Linked DNA regions of Gossypium hirsutum: region 1 is linked to region 2. The links are chromatin contacts, called in public Hi-C maps. All regions are on one chromosome and are shown on one strand. Each heading gives the region's core, a stretch centred on a gene start, on an enhancer-like site or on the middle of the called end of the contact. The rest is flanking DNA. Distances are from core to core; before and after follow the strand shown. Region 1 holds the start of LOC107889316 (GRF1-interacting factor 1). Region 2 has its middle 15 kb from the start of LOC107889325.

Region 1 (3,783 bases), core at 1,047-3,546, 97 kb after region 2:
ACACAATTAAATGCTGAAAAAATTATGGTTATTCAATCATTAAAAACCTTAATCCAATCAATTAACAATCTCCCCAACAATTAAGTCGAAACTACGTATTAACCTTCAACCAATTGCACTTATACTTCTTGAATTGTCAATTCCAAGTTGTCAAACGATCAATATTGAATTTTTCTAAGTCACACATAATTAGAGTTTGATTAGGAAGGGTTTACAAGACCAAGATTTTGTTGGAAATAGATGGTAAAAATTAAAGAAAATAGCAACCACTTTTTGTGCCTCTAGGTGCGACGCACTACCACTAATAGTGGCAAATAGAGGCTGATTTGAAAGCCAATTAAATCAATTTTGAAGGCTATAAAATAAAATCATTAAAAATCACTCCAATTCCAAATCTAGAAAATTGGGTATTTTCTTGAAAGATTCGTCAAGAAAACAAAAGAAAAATGACACTTACACTTACTAGAAAGAATGGACAGCAATGAAGTTTCTTAGGCAACAATGGAGATTGTTCTTGGGTGTTAAGATTTTAGGTTTAAGGCTGGAAAAATGGTAGCAAGAAAGAGATGAGAATGGTGCAAGAACTCATCGCAAAAGAAAAAAAAAAGAATGGTGGCTCTTGGTGGTTTGGACGGCGGCACACAAGGGAAAATAAAAGAAAAATTGAAGAGAAAAGAGGAGAGGAAGAGGGAGGGTAGCTAGGGTGAAAAGGAAATGGCTAAAGGCTAAAAAAATAAGTAAAATTGATATTTATACCTAGGTTTACTAGCTAGAGGTGGTTCAAAAATAGGGAGAAGGAAAAATTCTAGCAAAATTTTAACTAGGGAAGGGATTCAAACTTGAAACCTTAACTAATTTTCATGCTTACTTATTTCCTTTTAACCACTAGGCTATTTGCTCATCTTTAAAATAATTTCACAAAAATTTTAAGCTAAATTTTGAGATGTTACAGACTTTTCAATGCTTGTTAAGGTTTTGCTATCGGTTGTGATGTGAAGAAGCTGCTTCTTTTTGTATTGGTTATTGATTTTGGGGGGTTGATTCACTCCAAGTTCTTGAATAATCTAAGCATTTTGTTAAAGGAACTTTTGTTTTTGTTGTTGAAAGAGCTATAATTGTAGCCATTAAAATTGGTATTACAAAGCCTTCATATGTTCTTGCAACTCAATATTGTTGAGAATTTGAGTTGGAATTTTTGTAGCTTGACCTTCTAGGGTGACCTAAGGATGAATTCCTAGTAGTGGTGATGGTGTGAATGGCCAGTGGTTTGGATAAGAATTTTGATATCTAAGTGGTGGATAGTTCTTTTTTAACAAGATACCATTGATGATAAAATTCTCAAGGATCATAAGCTTGCCTATTTTGATTCCCTTGTTGGTATTGACTATTTTGACAAACATTATATACCTATTAGCAAGTAACCTTGTTGATCCTAAGCTACTTGATGTTGGAAATTTCGATTATATTGGTTTTTTTTCTTAATATTGATTTTCGAGGAAATTCTACTAAGATGAGCCATGTTTGGTCCACGTTCATCACACCAATTATTGATACAAAAATGTAGATTGATGGTTGGAGATGATTCACACAGTTTTGTCGAGAACCATAGAATATAATTCTGGGTGGATTAGAGAAGAAGGGAGAGTGTGGAGGTAATTTCGCATAGTAAGAATATGGAAACTGCCTCAGAGTTCCTTTGTTGATGAGAGCTACTTATAAATTCTTCATATGGCTCCTAAGGATTTAGGTGTTCTTAAGAAAATAAATTATTGAGTTGTGGTTTACTTGGAGGCTACAAATAGTCTTGTCTTCACATATTATCTTTTAGGTTTTTAATGTATCATAACGAGATGCATGTGTAAATTATATGTTTACAACCATGCAAAACTATATTTTTCTTTAGGATGAAGTGTTTTTAACGAGTTATCTCTACGTTTCTTTTGACATGTTGAGAGAGTTCAAATCCGGTAAAAGATTCATAACAAATATCTATAAATATTCACAATTAATCTCCATAAATTATGTTACACATGAGCTGTAATTTAAGTTACATTACTTTAGAAAAATCTAAATCTATATCCGTAAAATTTAAATTCAGAAACATAACCTTAGATTGTATTAGAATCATTGGAACTAGAATAAGCTAAGTTTGAGTACGGAGATGGGACCAAAGTGTGTGCTAACACCAACAGACAAAGTCATGTCGAAATGAAATGGTAATAATGTAATAAAAAACCATTTTCGTTTTTTGGTTTAATGCATTGCATTGCAAGGGGACCTTTCTCTTTCCTACGGTAGAATTTTCCAGCTCTGCTCTGTCTCTCTCAATTCTCTGTATCAGCCATCACGTGACCCTCTCTCTCTCTCTGTCACTGTCTCAATTCTCTCTTACAGACAGACAAGGAAAGGTAGCAAGCAACAACCCAAAAAGGCAAACCCTTTTTTTATGAATAATTTTTTCCCTACTGAAAACAGAAAGAGAAAATAGCTTTCAAAGTGCTGAGAACCTCACACACCCTGCACTGTCTTCTCTTTCTGCCTTTGTTTTTCTCTCCTCGTGTTATTTGTAACTAAGGGAAAAACAAAACAACAATAACAATAATAATAGCAATAATATTAATAGTGAGAGGCGAGAAAGAAAGTTAAGAAACATAGAAAATAGCAAAAGGGTATCTCTCTATTTGTCTCTCTTTCTCTCTCTATCTCTTTCTTTACAATTTTTTTTTTTGCAGTGATTCTCCTCTTTCAGCTCAGCGTGTTTTGCATACAAAAAGAGAAAAAGAGTGAGACAAATATATATATTAAAACTTTTATATATTTTTTAAAATATTTGGAGAGTCTGTGTGTGGATATAAAGAAAGAAAATGCAGCAGCACCTGATGCAGATGCAGCCCATGATGGCAGCTTATTATCCCAACAACGTCACTACTGATCATATTCAACAGGTCCTCCCTTCCCTTTCCTTCCCTTCTTTCTTTCTTCCTTTTTCTTTTATTTGTTTCTTGATCACTATGTATGTGATACAGTATTTTTATTTTCTTAATAATCATTCATTCCTTTGATTAGTCTAAGGTGTTATTGGAAGCTGTATTCTTCATTTTATTGCTTGTAAAAGCTATTAGCTTTTCTCCTTTAGCTTTAATAACTGTTGGTAAGTGGTTTTAACTTCTAATCGTTTATATATTTGGCTTTCATGCTGCCAATGAGAAAATTTTTAATGGCAATTAGTAGGTTATCATGTATAGTTTTTAATGTTTTTCCTTTCTGAAATTTGTGTATGGGTTTGGGTATTTTTCATTTTTGAGATTTATTACTTAACGGGTTTGGTTTTGGGGACATATTTTCCTGTTAATAGCTAGGTTTCATCCTATATTATGCTGTTTCTGGTTGTAGATGTTCTTATTCCAGTTTCTAATGTATTGGTATGTTATCAATTTTAACCCTAGAATAAACTTTGCTTATTGGATGCATATTTATCAACAATGTATAGCACAATATGAAAGTTTCATTTGTTGTAATTTCCTTTTATCTTTGCTATCATTAGTCAATTGTAAGATGCTAAGTTACAATCCTAGACCATCAGGTATAAGTTACTCATAAAACAAGTTTAAATGATTAGCTAGTCTCTAGTAACCAGAGACACTACTAAAGAAGTGAGGAGATTATTGTCCTCGAGGCTGCCAGGCTGGTGGCTTACGGAACTGCAATGGTAAATCGGAGAATTCCGGCGGACAAAACCATCTGTGTGTGCCTAACCAAGCAATATAGTGAGGATTTCTTCTA
Region 2 (3,931 bases), core at 1,132-3,631:
TTTTTAAATTTTTTTTATCAATTTAGTCGCTCTAATTAAGATAATTGTTCGAATTAGACATTGTTATTAAAAATTCCGTTAACCAACTAACAAATTGTTTAAAGCTTGTAAGTTTTCTCTTTTTCCTTGTTGTTTGTTTCCTAGGAAAAGTAACAGGAAAAAATTATGATAGCTTTGACTTGTTTGTTTTACTTGTAGGTTTTAAAGTATTATGTTTATAGTATTTATTTGTACACATTTGATTTGTCCTCGGATTCAACTACGCGCTTTTCAGATATCTTTCGCAATTTCTTCAAGATCTAATTTTAGTGCGATAAAATTTTCTTTTCCTTTTTTTTTAAAAGAAAACTTTATTTCCCCCCTTAATTCTTAAATTTCCAGTTGTGTTTTGTTTCTTTATGTGTGTGTTTGGTTTATTAATGAATTTGGTTTAGTTTTCAACTTTTTTGATGAAAAATAATGATTCCCCAAACAATTTTTTTTTTCTGATATAAATATTTCTGGTCTTTTTCATTTTCATGGTAATTACGTTATTGTTACTGGGTAATGAATGTTAATAATGAAAGGATAATTTTGAGGGTGCTCAAGAGAAGATTTTAAGGTTTTTTTAAAGGAAATTTTGAGTTTTTCTTTTATTTTCTCCTTTGCATGTTTTATCATAAAAATGTTATCTCATAAAAATATTAATAGAAAATCAATTAAAGAAAAAGAAAAGAGTGATAAGGTTGTTTGAGTAAGAAACTCGAACATGGGGTGTTTTGAACAAGTCAAACAAACAAGTCACAACTATTCTCATTTTCTTCGGTTACTTTTTTAAGAAAACAAACAAGAAGGAAGAAGAGAAAACTAACAAGCTTTACTCTTGTGTTGTAAATAAAAAAAAATGTTTTTGGGTTAATTGTAGAGAGGTTCTTAGCTTTAGTCAAAAGTAAAAAAAATACTACGTCAGCAATTTGTTAGTGGATTAATGAAATTTTTAACGACAATGACTTATTTGAGCAGTTATCTTAATTAGAGTGACTAAATTGATAAAAGAAATTAGAGTGACAAAAATATGAACGACTCTACAGTGACATGTGGTGGAGTTTACCCTAAATTATCTTTGAAAAAGATTAAAATTCTCTTTATAAATAAGTAATGGTTTTAAAATATTATTTTTTACTTTGAAAATGAACAAATATCCAGCTAAGAATTGATAAATCTCAAAATTATATGTGAACTTTGGCTAAATGTGTAATTTTATACATGAAATTTTAATTTGATTCAGTTCTCTTAAATTATTAACATAAGTATTGATATAACATCATTTTATACTTATATATTGCCTGAGCAAATAATTATATGTATCTAATATAAAAATAAATTGATATATTTATTTCTTTAAATATGTATGATAGAATTAAAATTAAAGATTTATGTATATATTTGAACCACAATCAAAATTTCATGTGTATAATTGTACTAAATTGAAGCTCAAATTTCAAATTGCATATTGAAAAAAAGTTTATGTATATTTTGATATTTATCCCCAACTAAAAATTGCCACTCTTTCTGAAAAATTTCCGTTTTAATTATTTTATTTTATTTTACATAATCCTTTTCACCTACATAATTTTTTTTAAAAAAAAAATAATTACCTCATCAAACTTATTACTCTTTCAGAAGCTATCGTTTTATTTTAAATTATATTATTTTAAATTATGTTTGATAAATTAAAAAATTAAGTGCTAAAAAAAATAAGAATTAAACAATTAAGTGTTGAATTTAAATAATAAAATATGTTTTGATATTTTATTGAAAATTAAATATTGAATATAATTAGATTATTTGCTAAAAGGATAATATAATCTTAAAGGCAATCAAACAAAATAAAAAACATCAAGTGATAGGTCGTTATCCACTGGTCATTTTCTACATATTTTTGTAGAAAAAAAAATCTATCTAATAATTTTCATTTTGAGTTATCAAAGGTGTGTATTAAAATTAAGTTGTTAAAAATATTGATTGAATTTTTTTAACACTTTATTAAATAAAGTCTTATATTTTTTTTTCTTTTTATCTATTTAGTGAGTGTAATATAATCTAATGGGCGTGATTTAGGATTTCAAATTTATGAAATTTTTTTTTGTAAGTTAGTATTTAAAATTTTAAAATTATATTATTCATTTTGGTATGAAGGGTTCTGCAATTTAATTATATGAAATCTTGAATTAAAAAAATTAAGCAAATGTGTGAAATAAAATATCAAACTAATATTGATTTTATATAGTTATTCTTAAAAAATAGGGGAAAAAAGGGGAAGAAAAGAAAAGATAGGATTGAAACTTGGAGTAGAGAAATGAACGAGACAACCCTAGCCGTACATGATGTTAGGGGAGCTGAACCTCACACCATCCATTACCTTTCATTATTTCTTTCATTGTTTTCCACTATGCGGCTATGCCCCCACTCCCCCTCTTTCATTTATGTTTACTTCTAGTTAAAAAACCTCTTATGGAATATTTTGTATTTAATTTCACTTTTTTATTAATTGAATTAATCTTTTCAAATTAATATTCGAGTAATTTTTTTGATACAATAAAGTTTTTTTAGATGCCATAAGTCCATAAAAATGTGATAAGTGTCACATTTATTTATATATTTAGTTTTTTTACTATACTTTATAATATACGTGCTTGTAAAGTCTAAAAAATTCCACAAAATTGTATAGAAAAAATTTCCATGACTAAAACATATGGTTTTTTAATCAATAAAGGTTGGGAACAAGTAGTAAGACATATTGTATTTTCAGGAAAAGAACTCATATTCAAACATTGGACCCGATATTGTTAGGTACAATCATAAAATCTAAAAAAAAAATTAATCTTCATGAACAATAAAATGATCATGGATGATATTTTGATTATAAAAAAAACATAATTTTTAAACCAAATTAAAAAAAAACCCAAACTCATTAAGAAAAAAACTTAAAATGATATATATATATATTAAATTTAGTTCAAACTCGGTAATACATTGATGCAAAATAAAATTGTTAAATTAAATTTGTGATAAAATAGGTAAAAATATCATAGAGGTCTCTATACTAGAAATAAAATTGTATTTTGTCATTTCCACTCAAAAAATAGATAAATTAATCTTTATACGTTAGGTCAAAGAGCAAACTAATCTTTTTGTTAAAAGTTTCATCCATTTTTATTGTTAAAAACTGATTTGGTTGTCAAAATAATCAAATAGTTACACAATAGTAGTAATGGATGAATTTTTTAATAGAAATACCAATTTACTTTTTGATTTAAAATACAAAAATTAATTTACCCATTTTTAATAGAAAGAACAAAATGCAATTTAATAATTAATGTAAGAATATTTTGTGTAGTTTGTAAGTGAAAGTGAGATGTTTTTTTTTAATCAACATTAATATTGTACAATAACTTACGAAATCCTTGTATTAGTGATATCGATTGAACATGTTTACAAATACCTTTTTTTTTCTTTAACATAAAATTTCATGGCACAAAAATCCATTTCTAAAATAAATAAATAAATAAAATTGTTAGTTATTTGATTAAAGTGATTAAGTTTAAACATTTCTAACATCGTAGTTTTGATTTGGTTTTATAGAAAGATGGAATAAAAAGAACAAAAAGGAATGTGTTTGAAAAAGGGGGGGTAAGTTATGGAATGGAAGGAAGGGTGAGGCAAGGGCATGGATGGGTGAGTGATATGGTGACCCACAGTCCAAAAATAGATTTAGGGAAAGAGGACATGGCAATAGCATTGGCACCCAAGAAATTTGTATAGATGGAGAGAAATGATAAGATGGAAGGTCATTTTGACTGAACCTTGTATAATAGAAATAATAATAGAAATGAAATGTCCTAATTTTGGTGCAGTTGGAAATTGACTGGACAACACTAGAAGAATTGCA

The links. A called contact is a pair of places that touch in the nucleus more often than the background predicts.
Region 1: a contact with region 2 is called in a Hi-C map of leaf, with 4 times the contacts expected there. The contact joins the promoter of LOC107889316 here to the enhancer-like site in region 2. A contact is called at or near these places in 14 of 34 Hi-C or Micro-C datasets (callus, fibers, leaf and 2 more).

What each region holds. Positions count from the first base shown.
Region 1 is chrA11:107,735,037-107,738,819 of Gossypium_hirsutum_v2.1, forward strand. It overlaps LOC107889316 (GRF1-interacting factor 1), which reads left to right and starts at 2,297. Exons shown (of 5, transcript XM_016813692.2): 1 at 2,297-2,408; 2 at 2,733-2,945. The coding sequence starts at 2,865.
Region 2 is chrA11:107,638,405-107,642,335 of Gossypium_hirsutum_v2.1, forward strand. No RefSeq gene overlaps it. Among protein-coding and RNA genes, the nearest start is that of LOC107889325, 15 kb to the left of the region's middle. Within about 2 kb of position 2,382, at least 1 of the 9 cell types and tissues checked has an H3K27ac peak or open chromatin away from gene starts, as enhancers often do. A contact at or near this core is called in leaf, where this site is marked.